Regions from separate parts of the Mus musculus genome. Here all the other regions are linked to region 3. Evidence: chromatin contacts called from public promoter capture Hi-C data. All regions are on one chromosome and are shown on one strand. The core of a region is the stretch at or near the end of the contact, and the rest is flanking DNA. Distances in the headings are between cores, read along the strand shown. Region 1 holds the start of Naa60 (N(alpha)-acetyltransferase 60, NatF catalytic subunit). Region 2 overlaps Cluap1 (clusterin associated protein 1). Region 3 holds the start of Trap1 (TNF receptor-associated protein 1).

Region 1 (2,700 bases), core at 82-2,581, 190 kb before region 3:
AATGGGAGCCAGGCCTTGTTTACAACTGAGAATAGAAACAATCCTTAATTAAGATCAGCCAAACACAGGAGCCAGGTGAATGCTCTGATGCAATGCTAGTCTATTGTTAAACCCACCTACAGTGGTCCTTTAGTAAATACCTGATTATGCTATTCCTCTGGGCCTAGTGAAAAACCTGCACCAGGGGAATTCCATTCTACTAACCCTTTCATGAGTAATACTCCAACCCACCTATTTCCTAGGCCATTGTGTATTCCTGTGTTTGGGTGAAACTCAGCTATTGTTCTAAGTAATTACTATGCAGACTGGCCCTGAGCTTTTCTAGCTCTGTTCTAGTAAATTGTAATGTCTGATTATTTTCACTGTCTCTACTAGAAGTGAATTTGAATGTTACTGAATAGGTAACATTCTTACTGAATTCCAAGCTCAGGGTCAGGACATTGGAACACTGACAAAGGCTTAGCTATATGTCAAAATCAATCCTTAAAGGCACTTATAATAAAACAATACTGAAAGAGAGCACACGAATCCATACACCAGACTAACGCTGGGACAGGGTTTGAGTATACGTGCTATTGGAATGCCAAGGCTCCAGGAGGCGAAGTTTCCGTGAAAGTCTTCACCTCATGACTGCTTCCAGGTTTCTAAACCTGTAATGCGAGTCACTACTGGAGTGGATGTAGCACTGATGTATTTCTTGGATATTAATATTTTTTTAAGGTTGGTTGAGCCTTTGACTACATACCATTTTAGTTATCTAAAAGCAAAGAATAAACTGTTGGTCAGCAAGCTTTTCTCTGGTTACACGAACTGAATTATCTCTGAATTACATCTGGATATAGAACTCCCACCCCCACCCAGCCCTGAAGGCCAATGTCACTTGTCCACTGCAATGATAGCTCACGACCACCCTTCTGTGGCTGTCAGCGCGAGCGCGGGGCGGTGCCTTTTGAGTCAGGGCTTCTAGCAATCACCAGCGCCAGCATCTATTAATACTAACCTCCAGTGGGGGAAGAGCAGGCCAGCGGCGGAGCCGTGCGTCTCAGGACTAGGGAGGCCTCGGAGCTCCTCTGACCCGCTTGATCGAGGAAAGGCGCCCTCTGACCCGCTTGATTGAGGAAAGGCGCGGAAACCCCGGCCCGCCGCCGCCGGTGTCCACGCATGCACGCAAGGGCAGCTGGGCGGCTCGCAGCTGTCTTGAGCTTCCGCCGCCAGTGCGGGAGGCTTCGGGAGCAGGTCCCGCCAGCGGCCAGAGGCTTGCCAGCTCCCAACATGGTGGCGGCGGCGTCAGGGAGGGCGGTGCCACATGGCGTAGCAGCCAATGATCTTCCGGGCTGCGCCGCCGGCAGCACAGGAGAGGCGGAAGTGCCGCGGGGCCGCCTTCCCTGTCCCGGCTGCGGCCCCTGCCGGTTACATAATCTGTCGCGGGGGACCGCGCAGTCCCACGTCCGGCTTCCCGGCTCCCCCAGGATGCGCTGAGCCTTGAGACACCGTCCGCTGCCGCCGGCTCCCGTCCGAGGTGAGGCAGCCGGGGGCCTCGGCGGGTGCAAATCGGGGCGGTGAGGAGGTCGCTGTCGCGACACCGAGGGCACTGCCCGCCCGTGGGAGGCCGGGTTTTCCGGAGAGCCCCTTACCCACCCCTGCGCGGGGCGCTTCTTAGCGCCCAGTTTGTTTCCGTGACGGCGGCGAGGGGCGCGGTGGGGCGTCGGGAATTGGCCTTTCTGGGGACCCTCAGCCAGTAATTGCAGGAATTGGGAGATGGAAAGGCGGCATCCTCTGGTTTTGGAGGTGAAGGGTCTGGTCGACTCTTCTAGCTCCAGCCTGCCTCCCTTAAGGGACTTGTTGAGCTGGGGGTAATTGTCGACTTTTTGCACGCGTGAAAGCCGAGGACCCTGCTTTAGGTCTGTCGCGTCTTTTCATTCCAGCAGTACTTTTGGTATTCCGGCACATGGAAGCTAAGCGGACCCTCCATAATCGCCTCTGACTTATTTCTTCTGAATTGGAGAAAACATTTGCCAAGGAGAAAAGGGGATCTATGACCAGTGCTGCTGTCTTGGGCTGGGGCTGTGGAGAGGGTACTCTGGGCCTTCTGAACCTCCAGCAAATGCCTGCCTTGCTGGTGTCAAAACCCAAGGCTTGGGGAGCCAGGCTGCAATAAACATAAACTTTGGCTCCTTTATTGATCTCTTAACTCTGCCAAGTCCCAGAGCCATGTGCTTTTGGGTCATTCTTGTCACCCTTTGGTCTTGAAAGAAGAGACTCACAGCCTAACTCTGTGGCTCCTGTGGTGTCTGGAGTGCTAATTAAGGAAGTTGCCAAAGAGCTTTTCCTTTTTCAAAGTACTAGAAACATAAAATCCCTGAATTAGTCTTGGCTTGTCTGCTGGCTTGTGTGACCCAGCAGGCAAAGTCATGTTACTCCCGAAATCATCTATGCAAAGACTTGAGTCCACAAAACCATGTGACATGGAGGAGAGTTTTAGAAGGCCTGTGACCTTGTTACCAGCCGAAATGTCAGGAAGAGGAAGGTCTGGGACAAAAACAGCATATAAGTACACACAGAGAGAGATGCACACACCAGTGAACTGCGAGTTAGTACAATGTGATTAAAAACTAGAGGATGCCGAAGGGCCATCGTGCCAAAGTAGTACACTGCTCATGGCAGGGAACATAAGTCTACACACCTCCTTTTAGGGTTTTT
Region 2 (2,700 bases), core at 82-2,581, 150 kb before region 3:
TGTGCTCCCGATTCTGGTGTAGCTCATTTGGTACTCTGAAACACGAGGCGCCCAACAGCCAGCTTCACATAGTCTGAATATGAAGCCAGCACATTTGCTTTTTACCATGCCCTTCAAGTAAATGTGCTCTTAGAAATATAGGGGTGTCTGCGGATGTAGCCAGTGGTCTTTGACCCCCGGTAGTGCCAACAGCCCAGAGCTTCGGCCCCATTGTGCCTAGACCTTGTTATAAAGCTGCATCTCATCAGAATGGCTAGTTGCTGCTGTCGGATCCATTTCTGCCTTGACTTTACCAATAAAGGAGTTTCTCCATTTATTTTAGTTTTTAGTTGAGCTTTTACCATAGAAGAAAAAGGAATCTTCTTTGTCCATCAAAGCAGACAAAGGGTCAGAGCTGAGGCTAGTTCATGAGGGTTTTGGGTTTGGTCCCCTCCTGAGCCAACTGTGTATGTCTGTGTCTGTCTGTCTTGTGTCTATGTGAGTATCTATATCGATGTGTCTGCCTGTCTGTGTATGTGTCTGTGTATCTGTGACTGTGTGTGTCCATGTATGTAACTGTGTGTCCAAACTCTGTGTGTGTGTGTGTGTGTGTGTCTCCAATTCCTCGGTTGGTATTTTGTAACCAGGGAGCAGCCCAAGTGAAGGCTGACAGTGCAGTGATCCACCAGTGCCCAGTGCTAAGCAAGCAGGCTGGACACAGATCCTGTGACCTCTCTGTCTTTACTAGAATGTCTCTGTCATTCTTCTCGCCATGTTTGCTTGCTTCCATGGAAGAAACATGCACTTTTCATGACAAGAGTGGTGCTCTCCTGTCCCCGTGTCCTCCTTTCACTCCTGTCACTGGAAATAGTTTGTTAATAAGTTACAGTGGAGGAGGGGTGGGCTTTGTTGGTTTGTGTGATGTTGCTTTGCACAAAGTGTTAAGGAACTCTGTGCTCAGAGTCAGGGGACAGCACTCCGTGGCACCTTATCTCACTATTTCCTATTCAATGTAGGCCCAGGTTCAGAAGACTAAAGACCTGCTTAATAATGTGGCCTCTGATGAAGCAAACTTAGAAGCCAAAATTGAAAAGAGAAAATTAGAACTGGAAAGAAATCGGAAGCGACTGCAGACCCTGCAGAGTGTCAGGTAGAGTGACTAGAGTATCTGTGGGTGAGGACATTAGGTTGGAGGAAGGGACGTGGCATAAGCTGTTCAGCCATCAAAAAGCAGCAGCATGCACAGAGACCCCATGCCACAGTTTCCTTGCTTCCTGTCCTAAGAGGAGACTGCTGTGCTCTCCCACTCTCTGCACTGCTGCTAATATGTCTGCAACGTGGCCGAACTCTAGAGCCCTCTTGAAAGTTTTGTGGTTTCTTGTAACATGAGACAAAGTAAATCCAGATGGAGGGAGTTCTACTAAGTTAGGCCGTCTAAAATCTTACCATATGTTATATTGAAACAGAACAAACTCTCATCTTCTGGGTTGAATAGATTTTAGACTTTTCATTTTGATAACTACTCACCTGTCAGCAATTCATGTTCCTTATAACTTTGGCTCCGTGGAAAAAACAGCTCCACTGAGCAGTGTGTTAGTGGCCAGAACATTGCCTATGTCAGTGGAACCTTTTGTCTATTCCTCAGATTTTCTTTGTGTCTTCTCTTTACTCGTTTATGCTTTCCCTCCTTGGTCTCAATATTTTTTGACTTTTCTTTTTACAATGTTGGGAGTGAGCATTGGCAAACCACAGGCATCAAGAGCAAGTCACCAAAGGGCCTCACATACCACCCCCACCCCAGGGCCTCGCTTGTTCCTCTGCTGAAATCACTGCCACGAGAGTCCTTGGACTCACTAACAAAGTCAGCCTTAAAGCAGAACTCACTCTAGTTCAGCCCCAAAGCACCCAAAGTAAGTTTGTTTGTTTGTTTGTTTGTTTGTTTGTTTCAAAACAGGATCTCACTATGTAGCTCTAGCTGTCCTGGAAATCACTATGTAAATTAGGCTTGCCTAGAACTCACAGTGATCTGCCTGCCTCTGCCTCCCAAATGCTGGTACTCAAAGCATGTGCTACTACCCCCAGCAAGCCCCAAATCTTTTAAATAGAAAAGTTGCTCTTTTCTAATTTTAAAAGATTAGTGTTCTCTTCCCATCTGTTTCATCCTCTGTCTTACTTTCTATTGCTGTAGCAAAAGTTACCATTACCAAGGTAATTTATGAAAGAATGCATTTAGCTGGGATTACAGTTTCAGAGGTTAGAGTCCATGCTGGAACAAAGACATGAACAGCTGGGAATTCACGTCTTGATCCAGAAGCAGGAGAAAGAGCACACTGGAAATAGAACAAGTCTTTTGAAACCTCAAAGCCCCGCCCCCAATGGCACACCTTCTCCAACTAGGCCACACCTCCTAATCCTTCCCAAATACTCTCACAAACTGAGGGACAAGCATTCAAATCTATGAGGCTGTGTCTCTGTTCTCATTCAAATACCACATTCCCAACTCCTTGTGTCATTTTAAAAACTGTCTCAGGTGCTTGCTTACCAGCACATACACTACGACTGGAATGACAGAGTGGTGTGGGCCTGTGGGGGTGTCATGCAGATTTGTGAAGCATTCCGTATTTTGACATGTGGTCTCTTGATGCCATGGACAAGCATCTCAGAAGCCAGAACTAATATTTCAGTGAACATATGTTAACACTATGTTAACCCTATGGGAGG
Region 3 (2,700 bases), core at 81-2,580:
ACTGAGCAAACCAGCCAAGGTTGAGAAGGTGTTTGCAGAACATGATGCAAAGATACACAAGAAATCAGAGAAGATACGGATCCACTGTTAAGTAAAACCAGCTTCTCTGTAGATAGAAATCACAAGAGATGTCTTCTACACAGAGCTCTTTTTTTTTTTAGTATTCTCCGTGGCACTGGGGACCAATTCAGGGCCTATGCAAGCCAAGCACAAACTGCCTTTGGGGGCTCTTTTTTTGTTGTTTTGGTTTGAGACATACTCAAATGTTGGAAAAGATACTATGGGTAAATCAGTTTTGCTACTAGAGGACACATATACAGACAAAAGTATTTTGAGCACCAGGCACTGTGGCACACTTTAATCCTACCACTCTGGGGAGCAGAGGCAGATGAATCTCTGTGAGTTTGTGACCACCCTGGCCAGGCGGAACATATATGGTGAAACCCTGTCACCCTCCCCACACCCAATAAAAAACTGAGGTGAAGTTTGGCAGATTAGCTAATACAGAAATAAAAGGGCAAATTCTGAAACCGAAAACATGTTCCTAAAGATTTAAGCAATCGCTCACTCAAATCTGTTAAACACTGTAACGATATTTGTGGCCAAGAGAACATTTAGTGGAGGATGAGAGCGACAAAACTTCGGAAAGCCATTGGGAAGCTATGTTTATGCGAAACATAAATGTAATGAATGCCAGAAGCTTTAATATTCTTTCGCAGTTAATTCTTGACTTGAGCCCTTTTATGTAAAAATAGCTGTAAATACGTATAATTTAAGTGTATGTAACGCTAACATCTTCACTGTTACATGAGTGCGGGGTGGGAAAGTATAGATTAAGGTTATTCTCTCTCCTTTCCTTTCTCTTTCAATTCCAGGGATCAAACACGCGGAGTTCACTGGCTCCCTGAAGTCCTGGGTAACCGTTGGTTTTGCTCACCGTAGTTACCCCAGGGCTTGACTTCTGCGAGAGCTGAGCTTGTGAACAGCCGCGTGCAACGAACTTGTCAACCCAAGCGCGGGAGCGTCTGCAATCAGGACTACCAGGGACTGACGAGAGCAGGCTGTGGCTGCCCGTGACTCGGCTCCCCAAAAGCGACCACAAGGTCCTACTCCCCGCCCCACTTAGCAGCTCCGGCGCAGTGCGGCCTCCCGCCGGTCTAAGAGTGTGCACACAGCCTCAGACGCCGCCTCTGCGCTCTCGTGCCGCGCTCACCTCGCCGAACTCCAGCCAGCGCGGGGGCCCGCAGTACAGTCTGCAGCCCGCGGCCCCACAGCAACACAGCTCGCAGCTCGCACGCCATGCTTCCTTTCCCAAGTGTGGCTAACAGCCTAACAGAGTGATGAGGGGGCCTTCCGCGGGGGCGGCTCAGTGACGTCATGGCGCGCGACGGGCTGTCCAAGGCGTTGCCTGTGCGAGAACGGGAACGCAGCAAACCGCAGCGCGGGGGCCCTGAAGACTGTACTTTTTGACCTTGGATCTCAGTGACAAGGTCGCTGATCCCTTGCATTGTGCGTGTGAGGGTTATAGTGTCCCCGGCCCGCGGTGCTGGCGGTCCCTAGGCGGGAGCATCCCATTCTCGAGATGGCACTACCCAGCTGGAGTGTGGATCCACTGAAAAACTCTTACAGCAATGCCAAAACCTACACTTTGACAAATTTTAGGTTTGACTGTTATTCGCCAAAACGTGAGCTCAGTAACCAACACCTTTGGACTTACCCGTTTATTGTGACTTTCTCCCTACTGGAAGCTTGTTTGGGGATCCAGGCCACAAACCTTGTCTCTAAAGTTTTTTTTTTTTTTTTTTTTTTTGTTTTTTTGTTTTTTTGTTTTTGTTTTTCGAGACAGGGTTTCTCTGTATAGCCCTGGCTGTCCTGGAACTCACTTTGTAGACCAGGCTGGCCTCGAACTCAGAAATCCACCTGCCTCTGCCTCCCAAGTGCTGGGATTAAAGGCTTGCACCACCACGCCCGGCCCTCTAAAGTTTAATCCAAACTCCAGCCGCCTCCAGAGCAGGTCGCTTGTCCCGGTCCTAACCTCAGAGTAAGGCCCAGCGAGGACCTTTCTGACAGGTTCTCGCTTGATTCTGACACACACCAGATACATTTTCCTATGATCAGATTTTACTAAAACATTAGAGCGATTATCTAGCTTGTTAGCAGACACTAGTAGCAAGAGCAGTTAATTCCTGGATCCAGAATAGACTTGAAGTTTTGGTATAGGGAATGTTTAGTTACTGTTCTAGGTTGACAAGGATTGCTCCCACATTGACTTTATAGATGGAAAATAGATAAGAATGGGCAGATATGAGGCCAAACTTTAATACAGGCTCTGTATTTAAAGTGCCTGTTGCCCTGATAACCCCAAGAAATTGACAGAGCACTGTGTGCCTGTGATCTCAGTGCTGGGGAGACAGAAACAAGAGAATCCTTGGGTTTTGCTAGCCAACCAATCTGATTCTGATGTCCCATGTTCAGTAAAAGGCCATGTTTCAATATAAGGTGGAGAGAGCACCTGAACACCTCACAATTCCTACCCCTAACCCCCAGCCAGTTCTGCTCCTGCTGGGCCCACATCCTCCACAACCAGCCCCACCCCTGCTCCCTAGTGTCTTTTTCCATGGTCACCCTTAGATCCTCACAGTTCTAGCTTCTGCCCCCAGGTTCTGTATTACCTCCTCTAATCTGCCTGAGTCCCAGTCA

The links. Promoter capture Hi-C pulls out the DNA fragments that hold promoters and counts their contacts.
Region 1: a promoter capture Hi-C map of pre-B cells shows a contact between it and region 3, with 4 times the contacts expected there. The contact joins the promoter of Naa60 here to the promoter of Trap1 in region 3. A contact is called at or near these places in 19 of 39 promoter capture datasets (the 3T3-L1 cell line, 3T3-L1-derived adipocytes, the C10 cell line and 12 more), 5 of 484 Hi-C or Micro-C datasets (CD8 T cells, embryonic stem cells, natural killer cells and 2 more), 8 of 115 datasets of contacts at active chromatin or transcription factors (bone marrow-derived macrophages, effector CD8 T cells, embryonic stem cells and 4 more) and 3 of 9 other capture datasets (adipose tissue, liver and pancreatic islet).
Region 2: a contact with region 3 is called in a promoter capture Hi-C map of cranial neural crest. The contact joins the enhancer-like site here to the promoter of Trap1 in region 3. A contact is called at or near these places in 3 of 39 promoter capture datasets (cranial neural crest, embryonic stem cells and pre-B cells), 3 of 484 Hi-C or Micro-C datasets (CD4 T cells, LSK cells and cortical neurons), 3 of 115 datasets of contacts at active chromatin or transcription factors (astrocytes, bone marrow-derived macrophages and pro-B cells) and 3 of 9 other capture datasets (adipose tissue, liver and pancreatic islet).

Annotation. Positions count from the first base shown.
Region 1 is chr16:3,883,288-3,885,987 of GRCm38.p6, forward strand. Naa60 (N(alpha)-acetyltransferase 60, NatF catalytic subunit) reads left to right here and starts at 1,332. Exons shown (of 7, transcript NM_029090.3): 1 at 1,332-1,519. It also overlaps a transcript of Zfp597 not described here.
Region 2 is chr16:3,922,845-3,925,544 of GRCm38.p6, forward strand. Cluap1 (clusterin associated protein 1) reads left to right here. Exons shown (of 12, transcript NM_029738.2): 7 at 996-1,129. Among named protein-coding and RNA genes, the nearest start is that of Gm15537, 5.2 kb to the right of the region's middle. Within about 2 kb of position 1,332, at least 25 of the 459 cell types and tissues checked have an H3K27ac peak or open chromatin away from gene starts, as enhancers often do.
Region 3 is chr16:4,076,480-4,079,179 of GRCm38.p6, forward strand. It overlaps Trap1 (TNF receptor-associated protein 1), which reads right to left and starts at 1,331. Exons shown (of 18, transcript NM_026508.2): 1 at 1,214-1,331. The coding sequence starts at 1,301.